Linked DNA regions of Gossypium hirsutum: region 2 is linked to region 1. The links are chromatin contacts, called in public Hi-C maps. All regions are on one chromosome and are shown on one strand. The core of a region is the stretch at or near the end of the contact, and the rest is flanking DNA. Distances in the headings are between cores, read along the strand shown. Region 1 holds the start of LOC107934407. Region 2 holds the start of LOC107941477 (zinc transporter 7).

Evidence for each region. A called contact is a pair of places that touch in the nucleus more often than the background predicts.
Region 2: a contact with region 1 is called in a Hi-C map of leaf, with 5 times the contacts expected there. The contact joins the promoter of LOC107941477 here to the promoter of LOC107934407 in region 1. A contact is called at or near these places in 2 of 34 Hi-C or Micro-C datasets (callus and leaf).

What each region holds. Positions count from the first base shown.
Region 1 is chrD10:64,269,062-64,274,348 of Gossypium_hirsutum_v2.1, forward strand. LOC107934407 reads left to right here and starts at 3,418. Exons shown (of 10, transcript XR_005919913.1): 1 at 3,418-3,618. It overlaps LOC107934400 (factor of DNA methylation 1), which reads left to right. Exons shown (of 8, transcript XM_041103603.1): 8 at 134-398.
Region 2 is chrD10:64,488,799-64,493,985 of Gossypium_hirsutum_v2.1, forward strand. LOC107941477 (zinc transporter 7) reads left to right here and starts at 2,190. Exons shown (of 3, transcript XM_016875044.2): 1 at 2,190-3,252; 2 at 3,322-3,471; 3 at 3,556-4,122. The coding sequence starts at 2,641. The coding sequence ends at 3,861. LOC107941484 (factor of DNA methylation 1) reads left to right here. Exons shown (of 6, transcript XM_016875053.2): 3 at 606-667; 4 at 781-975; 5 at 1,096-1,308; 6 at 1,448-1,690. The coding sequence ends at 1,459.

The DNA.
Region 1 (5,287 bases), core at 2,168-4,667:
TTTTAGTAATTGATTTTTTTTTTCGTTTTGGGTAACATTTTCCCTGTGCTTTCATTTAGTTGCCTCGTTTTTTCTTACCCTTTATTTGCTAATAAAACACAAACGTTTACATTGGGACCATAATTTCATGCAGAAAGGGAAAAGACTTTGCCATTCCCTAATATCCTTCTCTAAGCAAACGAGGTCTATGTACTAGTGACAAATGGGTTCATATCGGTCTCTCTTCGGATTAGGTTTAACTCCTATTTGGACCGGTTTAAGTTTGACTATTTAGAATTTGGATAATTTCGAGTTTAGATTGCCTCAATTTAAAATAAGTATTTAGACTAGTTGATCTACGAATCGGTTGAACAAACGATCGAGTTGATTTTTTAAAATATAAAATTTTTAATTTTTAATAGTTTGTTCAATTGATGGACTGTTTAAATTGAGTAGAGGTGGTTTCTATTGCATACAATCTAATGAAAGACTCCTATAAGGTAAAAAATACAAAAATTTACAAAAATGATTTAAAGTTTAGGTCAATAATTTAATGAAAAATAGACATGATTAGTGGTGAAGCCCCGGTCCCTCTAAAATAGAATATTTTTCATTTAAGTCTTTTATAATTTATAAAATTTTAAATTAGTAATGGTAAAATTGTACTTTTCTCCCCTAAAATTGATAAAAAAATGATTTAACCTTTCAAAAATTATAAATATATAGATTATTAAAATGATAAAAATTATATTTTTATTATCGCAAAAATATACAATTTAATTCCGTCCAAAACAATTTTCTGACTTCATGTTGGATACCATTATCTTAATAGAAAAGGTAAAAATATTGAGTATACAATAATTAGGTTGAACAATTTTTGTTGGGAATATATGTTAAATAAAATATAGATTAACTATTATTTGTAAAATGGCAAAAGAATAAATTATAAAGTGTACACATGAGGTTGATTTCGTAAAACTAAAAATTACTAATTCTTTTTACATCTTTGTCAACTATTATACACTTGAGATGGTAAGAGCCTTTTCTATTGTAATTAGTGGTTAATGGTTCGATCGTTGTTTTGAGTATGGAACAACTTTAAAACTTGTGACCAGCATCTACCCCGTTAATCGGCTTATAGAATGCGGAGTGTTAGTTACTGGGCTCACTCTAATAGATACATCGAGAAATTAAAAAAAATGGAATAAAAATTATAGTAAATTTAACATTTGAAGTTGTTTAAAGTTATAAATTAAATTAGTAATATATAAGAGATATTTTTATTTGTGTTTATAGAGAATTGAAGGAATAAAATTTTAATATTAACCATAAATTAGCGAATAATATCTTCAAAATTTAACGTTATAATAGTGAAATAATATCAAACATGCAATCGATTACATTATTTTATTTTTAATTTTTATTAAATATAGTCAACATTATATTTGAAAATCAATATTACATATTGAGAATTAATTATTATGAACACTTCATTGGGGTTTTTCTTTTTACATTAATAAAATAAAATAAATAAATAAATACCAGAATAAGATAAGGGGATTAATATTTATGACAATAGGCAAATGAAATAGTGAAATATCGGTGTCACTTGACCAATCGACGGCACCACTTTATTAAAAAAATTTTCGGGTGCAACCTGATCAATCGACGACACTAAACTAAAATGTGATGATCTAAAAACTCCAGGGGCCTTAAATGTAAGTTTTTCGTTTTAATTGGCGGTTGATTCAAACTTTAAAAGGATAAATTTCACCCTAAATCCCCCTTATTACATTAATTTCAGTAAGACATTAATTGTTTATGGTTCCTTTCCCCTCATTTACCTTGGGTTCTTCTTCCATGGAATATTGTTAACACCATCTCAATATTCTAATCTTCTACCGTCTTTCTTTTCAAGTATTCCCAATGGAACAACTGGCATTCTTTTAATTTTATCAGATTCCTTCACCCATATGGTAATTAACAATATACAATTTGCCTTCCTCTCCTTCTAAACTACCCATTTCATAATTTTATTGCAATTTGTTGTTTACAAACAAGACGTCTTGTCGTTTAACTATTTCATTTCACTATTCTCATAAATATTAATCTCTTTATCCTATCCTGTATTTATTTATTTTATATTATATTATTAACGTAAAAAATCTTTTATTGTGACTTGTGGAAACGTGGAATGAAAATCAAGTAGGGTTTTTTTTTAGTTTTTCTTGAATTAAAATGCAACCAATAAGAATAATTGATATTTTAATTTAATAAAAATAAAAATAATTAATGTTTGAGTATTTAATTTTAAAAATGATCAAGATGTAATTACAACAATTAATTTTAAAAGTTATTAAAGATATTTATATATGTCAATTTTTTATAATTATTAATGACATACATATAAATTAATTAATAGTGTGTCTCTCAAAGATGATATTAATAACGGCGGAGTCAGAAAATGTTTTTGAGAGACCGGAATTAATATGAAAATATACAATTTAATTAATTTAATAGTTTTTATAATATTTAAAGAATTAATTTTTTTATCATTTTAAGGAAGAACCAAATATAATCTTATTTTTATTAATTTAAAATTTTATAAATTATAAATATTATACATAATATTTTTTTTTATTTTACGGACCGGATACTGTCGGCTCCTATAACTATGTAAGCGTTGAAAACATCCTTCCTTATTGCATGTCTTTTTCTACTTTGGCAGTGGTGTGCTTTCTTTGATTCTAGCTGCCCATTTTAGATAAAATTTCCAAAAAGATATTATATGAGAAATAGTTGGTTGAAGAAAGAAAAAGCAAAAAAGGCAGAAAAAATAAAAAATAAAAAATAAAAAAATGGAAAATGACCTTGCATGAAACTACTCATGCAATTGGTTCAACTCATTCACTCTACCTTTCAAAAGCTTTATTTAATACATGGATGCTTAATAATTCATTTATTTAATAACTTATTTTAGGGATCGAACATATGTCTTTTTTATTTTCTAGTTTATTTTCTATTTCAGTATATTTTACATCTAAACTATATAGATTTTTTTATATAGATATAAATTTTATGTAATCAATCAATTTAATAAATTAAATTTATTTCTGTTTAGTTTAGAGTTATAAATAGAGATAATTAGAGTAAAAAATCATTTATATATTTTATGATTGTCAACATTTCTGTCAAAAACAAGTATATATTTGCACCAATTCATCCGAGTTAGTGCAAACATATTAAATATTTATATGTATATAAATTGGGGTGTTAAGAAAACCATGAAATTAATAAAGATGTAATTGTCATTTACTAATCCTATAATTAAACTTAATCTCATTTTCTTTCCATCTCAAAACTTAAAAAGCAAAAAAGAAGAAGGAAAACCACTTTGCTTAGTTGGTAAAAGCGAAAGTTGCGAGTATATAGAATATTTTCCCATTAAAATATGTTTTGGTATACGACATTTTAGGCTAGTTGGCTAGTCATTACTGAGCTGTTTCCACGAGACTTCCTTTCTTTTAAAGTAAAATGAAGTCATCTTTCTCAAATCACTACTTTCTGGGTTTGCTCTGTTAAGAAAAAGAAAAAAAGACAGAAGGGGGAAAATTATAAGTTACTGATCATAGCCAAAAGGTACGCCATCTGCTTTGCTCTTACTCTTTTGAAATACTTGTCCGTATAAATAAGCTTAGGCAGGCAGTTTTAACCATGAAAATGGACTTCTTTTATGCTTTAAATCTTTTTAGCTTTAAGATTTTGAGTCCTGCACTTTTTGGATTTAAAATCTTCATCTTTCCGTTCAAATTTACCCTTAGTGTTGTTGACCTGACAAATATAAAAAGATCAAATAAATATTTTAGCCTTAATTTGATCTTTACTTTTTAAAATTACATAAAAATTCAGAATTAAAAAGAAAACATATTTTCAGTAAAATCCATTAAAAAAATTGTGGAAAACACTCTTTAAAGTTCGTGGAAAAAAGGGATAAGAAGGGGTGACTATGAGGAAAGCTGCATAAGCACTTTTGTTTGTGATCTATCAACAACTTGTGCCTTCCACATACTGCAATATGGTTATTAAGAGGTTGAGTACTGACTTATTGTGTAGAAGAGGATTTGTAGTAGATCTAATAATCATGAGTTGGGTCAATATAAAAATTTTAGATTTATTTTTCAGGTTAGGACTTGGCTCAACTAAAAAAATGGGGACAACATTTTTGCTTAAGTTTAACCCAGATGAAAAAAAAAAACTAAATTTAAACCCATCCATATTAATTTTTTAGATTATTTCTTTATATAAAAATAAATCTAAAAAATATAATACAACAAATACTCTAAAAATATTAAAATAAATGTTTCTCAACAAATTGAAATATGTTAAATAAAAATTTTATACTTAACACTAACATAGTTGCAACTTAGCAAATAAATATTTCTAAAATAATAGCAAAATTAAAAATAAAATAAGAGCTATACAATATCTAAATAATAGTAGCAAAATAGTAGTAATATAAGAGTAAAACAGTAGCAAAATAACAACATAACAGTAAAAAACAACAACATAAAAGCAGTAAACAGCAGCAAAAAAATAGTTAAATTCGGGTCAGGTCCAAACTAAAAAAATCTTGTCTGAGCCTCGGCCTATTTCAAACGCGAATCTTTTTTTTGTTCGAAGCTTATTTTTTGGGTTTATATTATTACCTAAACTCTTTATGTTTTGGATGGACTTTGTAATTCGACTCATGATCAAGTCTATTTTATGGTGAACGGTTGGAAAAATGGTTTGATAGGGTACTAAAATTAAATGAAAAATCATTTAAAAAACAAATTAAATATTCAAACATTAAATATATATTTTATATATAATTGTTTTGAACTAAATTAACAAAATACTTTGATACTGCTTGTAGAAAAAAAAAACAGTACACCAAACAATCACCTGTTTAATCAAAATATAAGAAATAGGTATAATTTTGAATTAGTTGAAAATAATTTAAATAATAATTAGAAAACTATTTTTTAAAAGATGTGTTGTAAAATTTATTCAAAGTGTAAAAGACAAATTATTCCTTCAAGGCTTAGCAAAAAAATAAAAAAACTATTCCTTCAAAAAAAGATAATTATTAAAAAAATATAGTTAGATATATGTCTATATTAATAAAAGATTATCTATTAACAAAATTACTTTACTTTAATTGTCATAAAGTAAAACATTAATCTCATATTTATATTTTTAAGATTATGCAAATGTGTTCTTTTTAAAAACTATATAAGATAATTCAAGTTTTGGTCTTTGTTGTCGC
Region 2 (5,187 bases), core at 940-3,439, 220 kb after region 1:
TGGCCATACGAGGCTAATGCTTATATGATTCGCATTACAGACTACATGCACTGTTAGTTGAATAGCTTTATGATGTATTAATCTATAAAATCTGGGTGTCATATTATGAGTTCCATTGCTATGTTAATCTATGTACTAACAATATTATGAAGTAAGGCAATTTTGTGTACATTATATTGGGATGCAAGCTGAATTCCTATTAATCAGCTTCAACCATACATACATACATACATACATACATACATATATATATATGAAGTTAAGAACGTAAGTGCTGTTAAATGGTACATTACTCAGATTGGTAATATATTGGTGCCGAATGTTCTAAAATTTTACCAGCATTACTGGTAATATATTAATGCCAAATTTGACTAATTATTGTTTATATATATTCAAAAATTTCAGATTTGATAAAGATAAAATGGCAATAATGAATAAAAATACTAACTTTTTGAGATCTTATTTAATGAAGGGAAGTTGAATATGGAAACTAAATCGACCTAAGGGAAATAAAAGCAAAATATGGAAAATATTTCTCGGGAAAACAAGTGTTATCCTTCATATATCTTGATGATTCTCTAACGCCGCCAGTTTTCCCCCCTAAGTTTACAGCAAGAAGAAGAAGAAAAAGAAGACAAACGGCAACGTTAAGCCATTTTCATCCCAGGTTAATTTTATTGTAAATTAAACATTTTTTGTATACATTTTGTTACCTATTTATTTTATGGTTATGATTTGCCGAGTGGACATTTTCAACAATGTGGATTGTATCTGATACAGCCGAAAGAGAATGTGCCTTGTCGAGATCTTGTTGAACTCGTGAAAACTACGAGCGATCAGATTGCTGCTCTAAAGGAACAATTGGAGGAAACATCAGAGGCGTTGAAAGATATGGAAAGCCGATACAGTTGTCTTACGGTGAAACAAATCTTAATTAATCGAGAACTGCAAGATGCTCGAAAAGAATCAATAAGTGTATTTCCTCGTTTTCCTTTGTTTTCTTGGATGTTTTATTTCTTTAGGTGCAAGAAATACCTCTTCGGAATCAGGTATGAAAGTGTTAAACCGAAGACTTCTCTGGTTCTTGATATGCAGGGTCTAAATGATGTATTGACAAGCCGAACAACTCTTGTAGTAAAAAAAATGGGAGAGATCGATCGAAAAGCTTTTGAAGTTGCTAGCTCTGGGAAGTTCCCGAACAAAGATTGGCAAGAAACATGTGCTAAATTATGTTCATTATGGCAACAAAACGTGCAGGATCCGAAATGGCACCCGTTTAAGATGATCAATATCCGAGGCAACTTGCAGGTATGGTGCATACACCAACTATTCTGTTATCCGGTTATCGAAAATCCGTTTTTTTACTAAATGTGCTAAACATATATGTCAGAATCGAGCCAGTTTATTACTCAAACTTATATATATTAAGGGGATAGCTACTCGGTAGTGTAGGAAATAGTAGACGAAGACGACGAGAAGCTGAAGGAGTTGAGAAATGAATACGGTGATGTCGTGTACGAGGCTGTTAGCACCGCATTGATGGAAATGAACGAATATAATGCGAGCGGAAGGTATGCAGTCATTTAAGCTAGTTGAGTGACCCGCAATCTAGTTTATCATTTTTAAAATATTTATAGTCTATGAATTTTGACTTTTCTTCCAATAATATATCTCCAAAATTCTAACTTAACCTTTTTAAACTTTGTCATGTAATTATTATTAGAGTTAATTGCACCAAATATCTCCAAACTATGGCCCTTATTCTAAAATAGTCCTCAAACTCAAAATATTGTAAATTATATTTCCAAATTATCAATATTATATCAATAATGTTCTTCTGTTGTTAAAATCATTAAATGAGACGTCAAATCTTATGAGACATAATTTAAAATAAAAAACTTAAAGAAAAATAAATATATTGTAAAATATTGATTTCAAGGTTTTCGAAGCTATTACAAAAACTATCATTCATTTTCTATTTTACTTTATTTTTAATTTTTATTTTTAAAAGTTGTATCAACAACATTTTACTTTTCTTTAAAAATATCATTTTAAATTAATAGTGTCAATAATAAAAGGATGAGATAAATAGTTTAAAATATTTTAAAGTTGGGAGAATAATTTAAAATAAAGATGCAATATTGTTAATCTAGTACTATTTCATAATATCATTTTATCGTATCAACTTTTAAAGATGACTTTTTTTTTTGAAATATTTTAAAGACAACATTTGAAGATTGATTATAATAATATTGTTGCATGGAAAAAGAATTTCCACGTTAGCAGAAAGGCTTACGCCTGAGGTGTGCTTAGTATTATTAGAAAAGTCAAAGGTCGAGAAAGTCTAAGGCGGGTCACACATATCACACGCCATGCACAGGTTTCCTTATTTCGAGGCTAAAATACCAAAATACCATCACATTTCTTGTTAAATTTATCACTTAATCAACGATCCTCTAAAACGAAGTAAGGACATATTAGAAATTTTAATTGCAATAATATCACCAAATCTGAAAAATTACAAATGAGGCAAAAAAAAATACGAGTAATATTTGGCCATAAAGTGCATATATTCATTCCCTCTAAACCAGTCGGTTAAGCCTCACAATCCAACGTAACCGTAAATCTTTCTTGGCAGCCATGAAATCAGTTCTAAAATCCCTTGCAAACTCAATCTTCCTTGTTCTTTTCATCGTCTTTTCATCTTCTACTCCACTTGTATTGGCTCAATGTGAAGCAGAGACCAAGACTAATGGATGCCATAACTACAGAGAATCCATGAAGCTAAAAATCATTGCCATTGTCGCAATTTTACTATCCAGCATGATTGGCGTGTGTCTACCATTGTTTTCTGGTCAGGTTCCGTCACTTAAACCCGACAGAAACTTGTTCACCATTGTCAAGGCATTTTCCTCCGGTGTTATTCTAGCGACTGGGTACATGCACGTGCTACCGGATTCTTTCAACGACCTTATGTCCGGGTGTTTGCCTGAAAACCCATGGAGGAAGTTCCCTTTCACAACCTTCGTCGCAATGCTGTCGGCTGTGTTGACCCTTATGGTGGATTCATTTGCAATGAGTGTATACAAGAAACGTTGCGGTAAAGCTTTAATGGCGGATGCTAACAATGGTGGTGGATTGGAAAATACGAACGTTGTACCAATCGATAATTTTGAACATGGCCATAGCCATTCACTTGAGATGAATGACGACGTATCATCACAATTGTTAAGGCATCGAGTTATTGCTCAGGTATATTGAATCCTCAAATTCAATGGTTTTGCTTTTCAAGTCTTTACATTATATATTTCCTAAATGTAGGTATTAGAGTTGGGAATTGTAGTTCATTCAGTGGTGATTGGTCTTGCAATGGGAGCCTCTGGCAATCAATGCACCATTCGATCACTCATTGCTGCCCTTTGCTTCCATCAAATGTTTGAGGGGATGGGACTTGGTGGATGCATACTGCAGGTAACCCCCTACATTGCACTATTTTCTCATTCAAACATCCATTTAGTGTACAATATTGATTAACATTATGTTTGATATGTGCAGGCTGAATATGAGATAAAAATGAAAGCAATCATGGTATTCTTCTTTTCAGCCACAACGCCACTTGGAATAGTTCTGGGAATTGGTTTGTCCAAGGTTTACAGTGAGACGAGTCCAACTTCACTTATGGTGGTGGGACTACTTAATGCTTGCTCAGCAGGGTTGCTGAATTACATGGCACTGGTTGATCTCCTTGCAGCTGATTTTCTGGGCCCTAAGCTTCAAACAAATATGAAGCTCCAGGCTTGGTCATATGTTGCAGTTTTACTTGGTGCTGGATTTATGTCTTTGATGGCAAAATGGGCTTAGTCATTTCAACATATACATGTCTTTTTGTAGTTTTTTAATCTTTTTTTTTTTTATGCTTCAACTGATGAGTTTATAGTGAATCAACACTTATTCAATCAATTATAAAAATTAGGCAAAGAATTTAGGCAACAAGGCTTGAATATTGATCTTTAAGATCGTTTACTCCAGATTGCAGGGCTCATCACAAAGTATATATATCAGAAAAGTATGCAAACTTCAATTTTGTGTCAATATCATTATAATTTAAACTGTTTAATATTACATCAGATGTAGATGTCTTTAAGCCAATGCTTATAGCCACAAAGTCTCTTTGGTGCAAGCTATAAGGACAGAGTTATGCTATAAATAAACAAATAAATGTTGTCTAAAACCCTTCTCCTCAAATAAATGTTGTATATATATATTATTGAGAAGATCACTAGTTAAACTAAAAGTTTAGTTCTTTAATGCACCTAAAAAACTTTGTAGTATCCACATTGTTAGTGGATTAAGACTTTAACCAAGTTAAGGTCAGCGCAGAAAAACAAGCATGCGAGTCAGTAATATTCTAATGCCACCATCCACCATTATTAAACAAACAAAATATTTGTCATTGACAACAAGGCAATGTGTGTAGGTTTTGAAAAATATCAGTAAAGGGAAAAAAATAAAAACTGATGAAATTGAAACTTGTTTTTTAGTAAGGAACGATGGTGATGAGCTTATCTTGTTTGAACCAATAATTGCCAAATGTGAGGACCACAAGAAAGAAATCAAAAGGGAAAAAAAAAAAAAAAGGTAGGGCTGTTTAAGTGGGGGGATGCACATTTGGTACTGGTAATGGTAGCAAAGTTTTGCAGTATGGTACCCTTGTGTGGTCACAGAATTTCCAAGAGACCCCCCTAACATTACTATAAGTAACCAATTGTTGCGGCCAATAAAATTTTTACAGTCTGTACTATAAAAACAATGCATACCTTAACTGTTTTTTAATCCCCCCCAGCCCCCCGCAATGCATGAATACCGATGATTGTTTACCATTATGAAAGTACAAATGCAGACACTCCTGTTGTTGGAAAAATTGCATTTTAATGGGAACTTTAAGGCATATTCTATATAGGTAAAAGTGGAGAGTTGAGATATTGTTGAGTAAAAATAAAGGCTTGGATCCATATTGGTTAAATACCCAAGTGTGAGATGAGTTCATTTCAAAACTCTTCTTTTGCGTCTCCGTATTTTTACAATATTCCAGTGATAGAAAAAGAAAAAGTTCGTTTGTTCGATCGTTGTAGAGGTGCTACTACTTTGATCATTGTTGTTGTTGTATCCTGGGAAACATTCGACCAA